2 separate regions of the Mus musculus genome follow, and region 1 is linked to region 2. Evidence: chromatin contacts called from public promoter capture Hi-C data. All regions are on one chromosome and are shown on one strand. Each heading gives the region's core, a stretch centred on a gene start, on an enhancer-like site or on the middle of the called end of the contact. The rest is flanking DNA. Distances are from core to core; before and after follow the strand shown. Region 1 overlaps Klb (klotho beta). Region 2 overlaps Rfc1 (replication factor C (activator 1) 1).

Region 1 (3,564 bases), core at 863-3,362, 100 kb before region 2:
GTGTTTTGAAAAGTTCAGAGCATCCCAGTATTGTTGAAAAGATGTTTACAAAAGGGCATTTTGCCACAAAACAAGGCAAGATCAAACAAAATGCACTGTGCGTTACAACCCTCCAGAAAACACTAGTTGCAGACAATGCATGCGATTATCTGGGAGAGAGACCACATAAAGATGCACCCCCAAATGGAAGAGGGCCATTAGGAGGAATATAAGGGATACAATGTGGAGGTAAAAAAAAGATCAAAGTGTATCTTATACACATATGATGTGCTGATAGTGAAACACACTATTCTGTATAATAAAAGCCAGTGGATTCTCCGGGTAGGCCTTTAATCCTAGCACTCGGGAGATCTCTGTGAGTTTGAGGCCAGCCTGGTCTACAAGAGAGAGTTCCAGGGTAGCTAAGACTACACAGAGAAACCCTGTCTTGAAAAAACCTAACTAAACAGATAGTGGATTCGGGTGGGGGAGATGACTCAGAGGGGGAAGCATTTACTCAGAAGCTTCGAGACCTGAGTTCAATCCCTCAAACCCAAAAAAGGTAGAGGGAAATAACTAACTCCACAGTTTGTCCTCTAACCTCTGCATGGACTGCAATATGCACCACATATGCAAACACACAGGGTTGGAGGCATGGCAGTTAAGAACGTTGAATAGTCTTTCATAGTATCTGTGTGAAAGGCACACACACAGACACAGACACAGACACACACACACACACACACACACAAGCACACACATATCCCTAATCCTAGGACATCCAATGCACTCTTCTGGCCTCTGTGGTCACCAGGCAGACAGACATATATGCAGGCAAAGCATCTGTGATGGTTTGAATAAAAATGGCCTCCATTGGTTCATAGGGCGACCTCTCTAGCACCGTGTCTGCCTGCATGCTGCCATGCTTCTCACCATGCTGATGAGTTGTGAACCAGCCCCAATTGAAGACCCCAGACTTGCTGTGGTCATGATGTTTCTTCACAGCAACAGAACAATGACTAAGATATCCTTACATGTATTTTACACTTGTAAAAACATACTGTAAAACAAAACAAAACAAAAAACCATACTGTATACTATCTCCCCTGGTGCGTGGTTAATTCAGCTGTAGCCACTTACCTTAAGAACAGACTCAGTGACTCCCCAAGAGAAATCACAGGGGAACCGACCCTTCATGTCTGGCGTGGACTCTTTCAAAGGGAAGCCGTTGTCTTGTATGATCTGCTTGTAGTAATGAGCCGAGGACTTGGGTTTCCTCTCTTTCTGCTCACTGTTAAAGTCCACATAAAACAGCCCTCGTCGGGTCGTATAGGCATCCTGCCACTCAAAGCCATCCAGGAGAGTCCAGGCCGTATAACCAAACACGCGGATTTCATCAAATTTTATTGCTGCACAGAGAAAAGGAAGCAGCGATTTTCAGAGGACTAAAACATTCTAGTTCGTTTACAAAGTGCCAGGACACAGCACATTACAAAAGTAACTCTTTTCCTAAATATCAAGCATTTTATATCAAACCACAAATTATTGATTTGGGGCCAGCAAAATAGCTGCATCTGTAAAGGCACCTACTATGAAGCTTGACAAAGTTGAGTCAGAGGCCTGCATGGTACAAGGGGACCAAGTGTCAAAAGTTGTCCTCTGACTTCCACATGCGCCCTACACTCAAAAGAAATAAACAGTACGCACTCCCTACCCTGGTGAGTGATAGTTGGAAGATCTCATTAAAACATTCTTCCTGATAGTTACACGTTTTTAATCACATTGTTTAGCAGGGTATGACGGATGGTATATGCCTTTAATTTCAACACTCAGGAAGCAGAGGTAGGCAGATCTCTGAGTTCAAGTTTGGCTTGGTCAACATATTGAGTTCCAGGTCATCCAGAGCTACATAGTGTGACCCCATCTCAAAAATTTAAAAAGTGGGATGAGGTGATATTTAGTGCGCAGATCTGTGTCCTGGGGCTCGGCAGTTCCAGAGCCTTTTGGGATATAGATGTTGACTGGCGACCCAGAGTTTCTCATTCCGAGTTTGGGCTAGTTCCTGTCTGTGTACTACTGTCTGTTCTGTGAAATTGTCCTCCAGGGACTGAAAATACCAGCTCTCAGGACGTCACAGCAAATGCAGGCGGAAGGCATGGAAGTGGTGTGAGAGGTGGCTGGGCTGAAGGGCAACAGGCCCAGGCCAGGTCCTGCTGCATCTTGGGGCAGGAGCTGTTGGGCAAGGTGCAGAGCCTCAGTTACCTCATCTGCAAAGGAAAATATCGGGAAGGATGTTCTCTAAGGGCTTTCTCAGCTTTCAAACTCTGAGTGGGAGCCAGGTGTAGCAGTGTACGACTTTGATCCCAGCACTCTGCAGACAGAGGCAGGCAGATCTCTGTGAGTTCAAGGCCAACCTGGTCTACAGTAAAAACTGAAATTAGCCCTGAATCATTTAAAAATTTTTATTATTTTAATTTTATTTCCCATGCAGGAGTGTTTTTGCCTGCATGTTTATCTGTGAGCTCTCTCTGTGTCTGTATCCAGGGAGGCCTGATAAAGCGTATTCAGAAGAACTTCAGTTACAGACAGTCGTGAGCTGCCATGTGGGTGGTTAGAGTTAGTGTGCCAGGAATTGAACCTGGGACCTCTGTAAGAGCAGGCGGTGCTTGGTGCTCTCAACTGCTGAGCCATCTCCCTATCCCCCACTTGAACCATTTTTCTTAAAACAAACAAACAACAACAACAGCAACGCCCTTTTATTCCCCTCAGAGAGATGCCTCATCACTGCATTTTGCCATCTAATTATCATTAACATTGTTTTTCTAAAAGGTAGAAAATCCAGAGGCTGGAGAGATGGCTCAGTGGTGAAGAGCACTGTCTGCTCTTTCAGGGGGCTTGAGATCCTCAGCAACTACGTGGTAGCTTGCAACCATCTATAATGAGATTTGATAGCCTGGCAGTGGTGGCACATGCCTTTAATCCCAGCACTCGGGAGGCAGAGGCAGGCGGATTTCTGAGTTCGAGGCCAGCTTGGTCTACGGAGTGAGTTCCAGGACAGCCAGGGCTACACAGAGAAACCCTGTCTCGAGGAAAAAAAGAAAAAAAAAAAAAAAAAAAAAGAAAGAAAAATCCTTCCTTGAAAGAAAGGTTGAAAACCATGACAAGAAATTTCAAAATGACAAATGTGTTTCAGCAAGTCGTGGTTCTGGTTTCCCAGTAGTGTGGTGTTATGAAGAAGGGTGGAACAGGTAAACCCCTTTGTCCAAGTGAAAGACATTTGACCCAAGGGCCTGTATATATTATCATATGAGCCACCCTTCCTTCAGGTTCATGTAGTTGGGTGTGGCTGCGTTCTAAGCTGTTCCTTTTTGCAGAGCCAGGTGGGTGGGGAGACTGGGAGAGGGACTTGCTCTTTCTAAAATCTCCTCTGAAATATCTTTCCTGCAGGAGCTGGGATTTCTCTCCACATTTAGGACTTATTTATTTAAGTTATATTTTATGTATTGTGGTGAAGGAAGTGTGTGTGGGAGGTGACCATGTATGTGTGTGTGTATGTGTGTGTGGTACCTGTGTGGGGGTGAGTAT
Region 2 (3,967 bases), core at 791-3,290:
TGATATAAAAGCTTGAGCATCTTAATATCTTATCAATAAACTACATTACTATGCATTTTAAAGGAGAATATTAAATTACATTAAAAAGAAGTGTTTTGGGGATGGACATTACCTCTTCTGGTGTGCAGACAAAATACCCACTACATATAATAAATCTTAAAAAGAAGAGAAGTGTTACTGATGGATGGGTGGATGGATGGATGGAAACAGATCAATAACCAAGATGTATTAAGTGAAAGCCCACAAGGTACATATTTTTATGCACACAGGTTTTAAGTATGTATTGGCTATCTCTACATGGACTTTAGTGAACTGCTGGGAAGAGAGTTTGCTTTCATGGCTTCACTCTTGGAGCTGTTGGAGTTTAAATGTGTGTTGACTCTTACTGTGTTCTGTGTTCTTTCCCCTGGTCAGGTGGAGCGGCTCCTTCCGTGAGTGCGAGGCACGCCCTCATCATGGATGAGGTCGATGGCATGGCAGGCAATGAAGACAGGGGTGGAATTCAGGTAACACAAGCACTGTGGCTTCTGTTTTACTGTGGGCTTTAATTAAGAAAATAACCGTTATGTGCATGGATAATTGTAGCAGTTGAGAGCTTTTAAAAAATACTAAAATATATTGAATATCTGTTATTTTATAAAAATAATTATCCTCATATTCTAAATTTGTCTTTTAGGAGCTAATAGGCCTGATAAAGCATACTAAAATTCCCATCATTTGTATGTGCAATGATAGAAACCACCCCAAAATTCGCTCATTGGTTCATTATTGTTTTGATCTTCGTTTCCAAAGACCTCGAGTTGAACAGATTAAGGTATGATGATTATAATTACAAAGAATTTAAAAAAATTTTGGGAGTATGTGTGTTCACAGGCATACACGTGCACGCTCATGCAATGCAGTAGGGTGTACATGTGGAGGTAACAGGGCATTTCTGGGTGTCAGTTCACTTATGGGGGTTCTAGGATCAGTCGCAGGCACCAGGCATGATGGGAAATGCCTGTACCCATCTTGCTGTCTCAGGGTTCCTGTCACTATGATGAAATACTGACAAGACAACTTGAAGGGCAAAGGTTATTTGCCAGGAAGTCAGGAGTTGAGAGAGGCAGGAGCTGATTCATGGTAGATGCTGCTGAATGGCTTGCCCAGCCTGCTTTCTTATAGAACTCAGGCCACCAGCCCAGGGCTGGCCCCACCTATCATAGACTGTACCCTTTCCCATTAGTCACTAATTAAGAAAATGCCCTTCCGGCTTGCCTACAGCCTGATCTTAGGGAGGTTTTTGTCAGTCAGTTTTTCCTCTTCTCAGATAGTTTCTGTGAGGTTGATGTAAAACTAGCCTGCACACTAGCCCAGAATATTTTTAAAATGACATTATTATATTTATATAAAGGTTGATTTTTAACTTTAGGCAGTGTCAGTGCGGTAACCAGTGAGTTTTACCTAAGATATGATGATTGATAACTGAAAACTCAAGGGTCAATTTTTTTTTTCAAAACAGGGCTTCTGTGTAGCCCTGGCTGTCCTGTAGCTCTCTCTGTAGACCAGGCTGGCCTGGAACTCAATAGAGATCTGTCTGCCTCTGCCTCCTGAATGCTAGGATTAAAGGCTTAAGCAACCCAACTCAAGGGTCAGTTTTAAAAGAATCTCATAAATATCCATAGAATTGCAGATGCTATGTGTTAAAAAAATGTCAATGACAATTTTCTTGTTTGTTAATTTCAGAGTGCAATGCTGTCTATTGCATTTAAAGAGGGTTTAAAAATCCCCCCTCCAGCTATGAATGAAATAATTTTGGGAGCTAATCAAGATGTCAGACAGGTGAGTTAGATATTTATTTTGGGGAAGTTGTTACTTTTCTAAATTTAATTTTATTATTTTATGTGTGTGGATATTTTGCCTGTATTTATGTGACTTACCACTTGTGTGTCTAGATTGGCAGAGGCCAAAAGAGGGCATCAGACTCCCTGGAACTGGAGTTACAGATGGCTGCGAGCTGCTTTGTGGGTGTTGGGAGAGCAGCTGAGCCAGCTTCTAGCTCTTGGCAGTTGTCAGTACTTTAGCTGCCCACTCTCGAAACTTGCACAGGATAGGAAAAGAGCAGCCATTTCTCATCCTGGCATTGTCGTCTTTGTGTTTTTTCTAGGTTTTACACAATCTCAGTATGTGGTGTGCACAAAGTAAGGCCCTGACCTATGACCAAGCCAAGGCTGATTCTCAGAGGGCTAAGAAGGATATCAGACTGGTAAAATGAGTTTCCATTTTTTAGTTATGTTATGAAGTTGGTGTTTCTTGTCCTGCTTATATTAGCTTTGTAGACATAATTATCTCTTGGTGTACTTCTAGAGCTCACAGACTTGTCAGACCTGTAGACAGTGAGCTTTTTTTCTAGCATGGCCATCTTTATAGACTGATGAAAAGGGATATTTTAAATGAGCCCCATGCTTCCTCACTGAGAGCGATTTTTCCATTGGACCTTCTGCATGCATTTGTGGCCTCCGTGGTTGTACTATTGGGAATTCTATGTTTCAAGTGCGTTAGTTTAACTTCCAAAGCTAGAGGTCTCTATCTCTTGTCTCTGCTCTGCTTTACTATCCAAAATTATAGATAGTTAGCTTTTTTAAAAAAAGAAATGATATACTTTAGATTTTGAAGTAGTTTTAAGTTTGCAGCAAAATGTAGTAGAAGGCACAGAGGTTTCCCATGCAAGCCACTCCAGCGTACACTTCATTTAGCATCCTGCACCAGAGTCTCAGTCAGTAACTTCACTAGGGCTCATTCTTGACATTGCACACTCTGTGTTTTCTCACAGGCGGGCAGTGGTGTGTTCTACCACTGCAGAACTACAGTAGTTTCCCTGGGCTCAGACTCGGCATCCTTAATTCCTTCCTCTTTTTTTAAAAAAAGGTTTATTTATTTTTATGTATATGAGTACACTGCAGCTGTCTTTAGACACACCAGAAGAGGGCATCAGATCCCATTACAGATGGTTGTGAGCCACCATGTGGTTGCTGGGAATTGAACTCAGGACCTCTGGAAGAGCAGCAGTCAGTGCTCTTAACTGCTGAGTCATCTCTCCAGTCCCCCTCCTTCTATAACCACCAGTCTTCCATCTCCATGGTTTTGCCTGAGTGCCATGTAGTGGGAATCATACAGTGTGCAGCCTTTGGAGATTGACTTCTTTCCCACAGTAGAGTGTGTACATTCAAGGCTCCGTCATGTCCTTTAATGAACTGTTCTTTTTGTTTGTATGGTCTTTTGAGATTGCATTGCTGGTAACTCACTTGAGCTGGCCTGAAGCTCAGTATGTAGCTGAGGCAGGCTTTGAACCTCATCTCTAAGTGCTAGGATTACTGGTGTGTCCCAACATTCATGGCTGATATTTTTATTAAAATTGTTGAGTCCAAGGCCTGAGATATATCAGTTTATTTATCATTCGGTTACTGGAAGAAGTATCTTAGTACTTCTAGATTCCACAGTTGGGATGAAAGTGCTAGAACACTATGTGTAGGATTTTGTGTAAACATAATTTTAGGTCATTTGGAACCCCTAAAGTATCATATAATTCTCCTCAGCAGGCAGTGAAGGTGCCTATTGCTCCAGCGTCATCTTCACCAGTATTAGGTTTTGGTCATTCAGTCATTTTCTGCCCCTTGTTGGCAGGGCCCATTTGATGTCACTCGGAAAGTGTTTGCAGCTGGAGAGGAGACTGCACACATGTCACTGATGGACAAGTCAGATCTCTTCTTCCATGACTATTCCATAGCACCCCTCTTTGTCCAGGAGAACTACCTGCATGTAAAGCCTGTGGCTGCAGGGTGAGCACTGAGGGCAGCAAGGGGCAGGATCGGGGTTCTCTACACCACAGAGACCAGAGCCTTGTGCAAGCGTGGCTGGGAGTGGATAGTAGTGTAACTAGACTGGCTCTTCTCTGCAGAGGTGACATGAAAAAGCACTTGATGCTTTT

The links. Capture Hi-C pulls out chosen DNA fragments and counts their contacts.
Region 1: a promoter capture Hi-C map of adipose tissue shows a contact between it and region 2. The contact joins two enhancer-like sites. A contact is called at or near these places in 1 of 39 promoter capture datasets (hippocampal neurons), 4 of 484 Hi-C or Micro-C datasets (the HPC-7 cell line, bone marrow-derived macrophages, embryonic heart and 1 more), 2 of 115 datasets of contacts at active chromatin or transcription factors (bone marrow-derived macrophages and embryonic stem cells) and 2 of 9 other capture datasets (adipose tissue and pancreatic islet).

The regions. Positions count from the first base shown.
Region 1 is chr5:65,373,504-65,377,067 of GRCm38.p6, reverse strand. It overlaps Klb (klotho beta), which reads right to left. Exons shown (of 5, transcript NM_031180.2): 3 at 1,120-1,388. Among named protein-coding and RNA genes, the nearest start is that of Rpl9, 16 kb to the left of the region's middle. Within about 2 kb of position 2,112, at least 5 of the 459 cell types and tissues checked have an H3K27ac peak or open chromatin away from gene starts, as enhancers often do. A contact at or near this core is called in adipose tissue, where this site is marked.
Region 2 is chr5:65,272,229-65,276,195 of GRCm38.p6, reverse strand. Rfc1 (replication factor C (activator 1) 1) reads left to right here. Exons shown (of 25, transcript NM_001347357.1): 16 at 415-506; 17 at 677-814; 18 at 1,726-1,821; 19 at 2,147-2,245; 20 at 3,664-3,818; 21 at 3,938-3,967. Among named protein-coding and RNA genes, the nearest start is that of Rfc1, 61 kb to the left of the region's middle. Within about 2 kb of position 2,040, at least 13 of the 459 cell types and tissues checked have an H3K27ac peak or open chromatin away from gene starts, as enhancers often do. A contact at or near this core is called in adipose tissue, where this site is marked.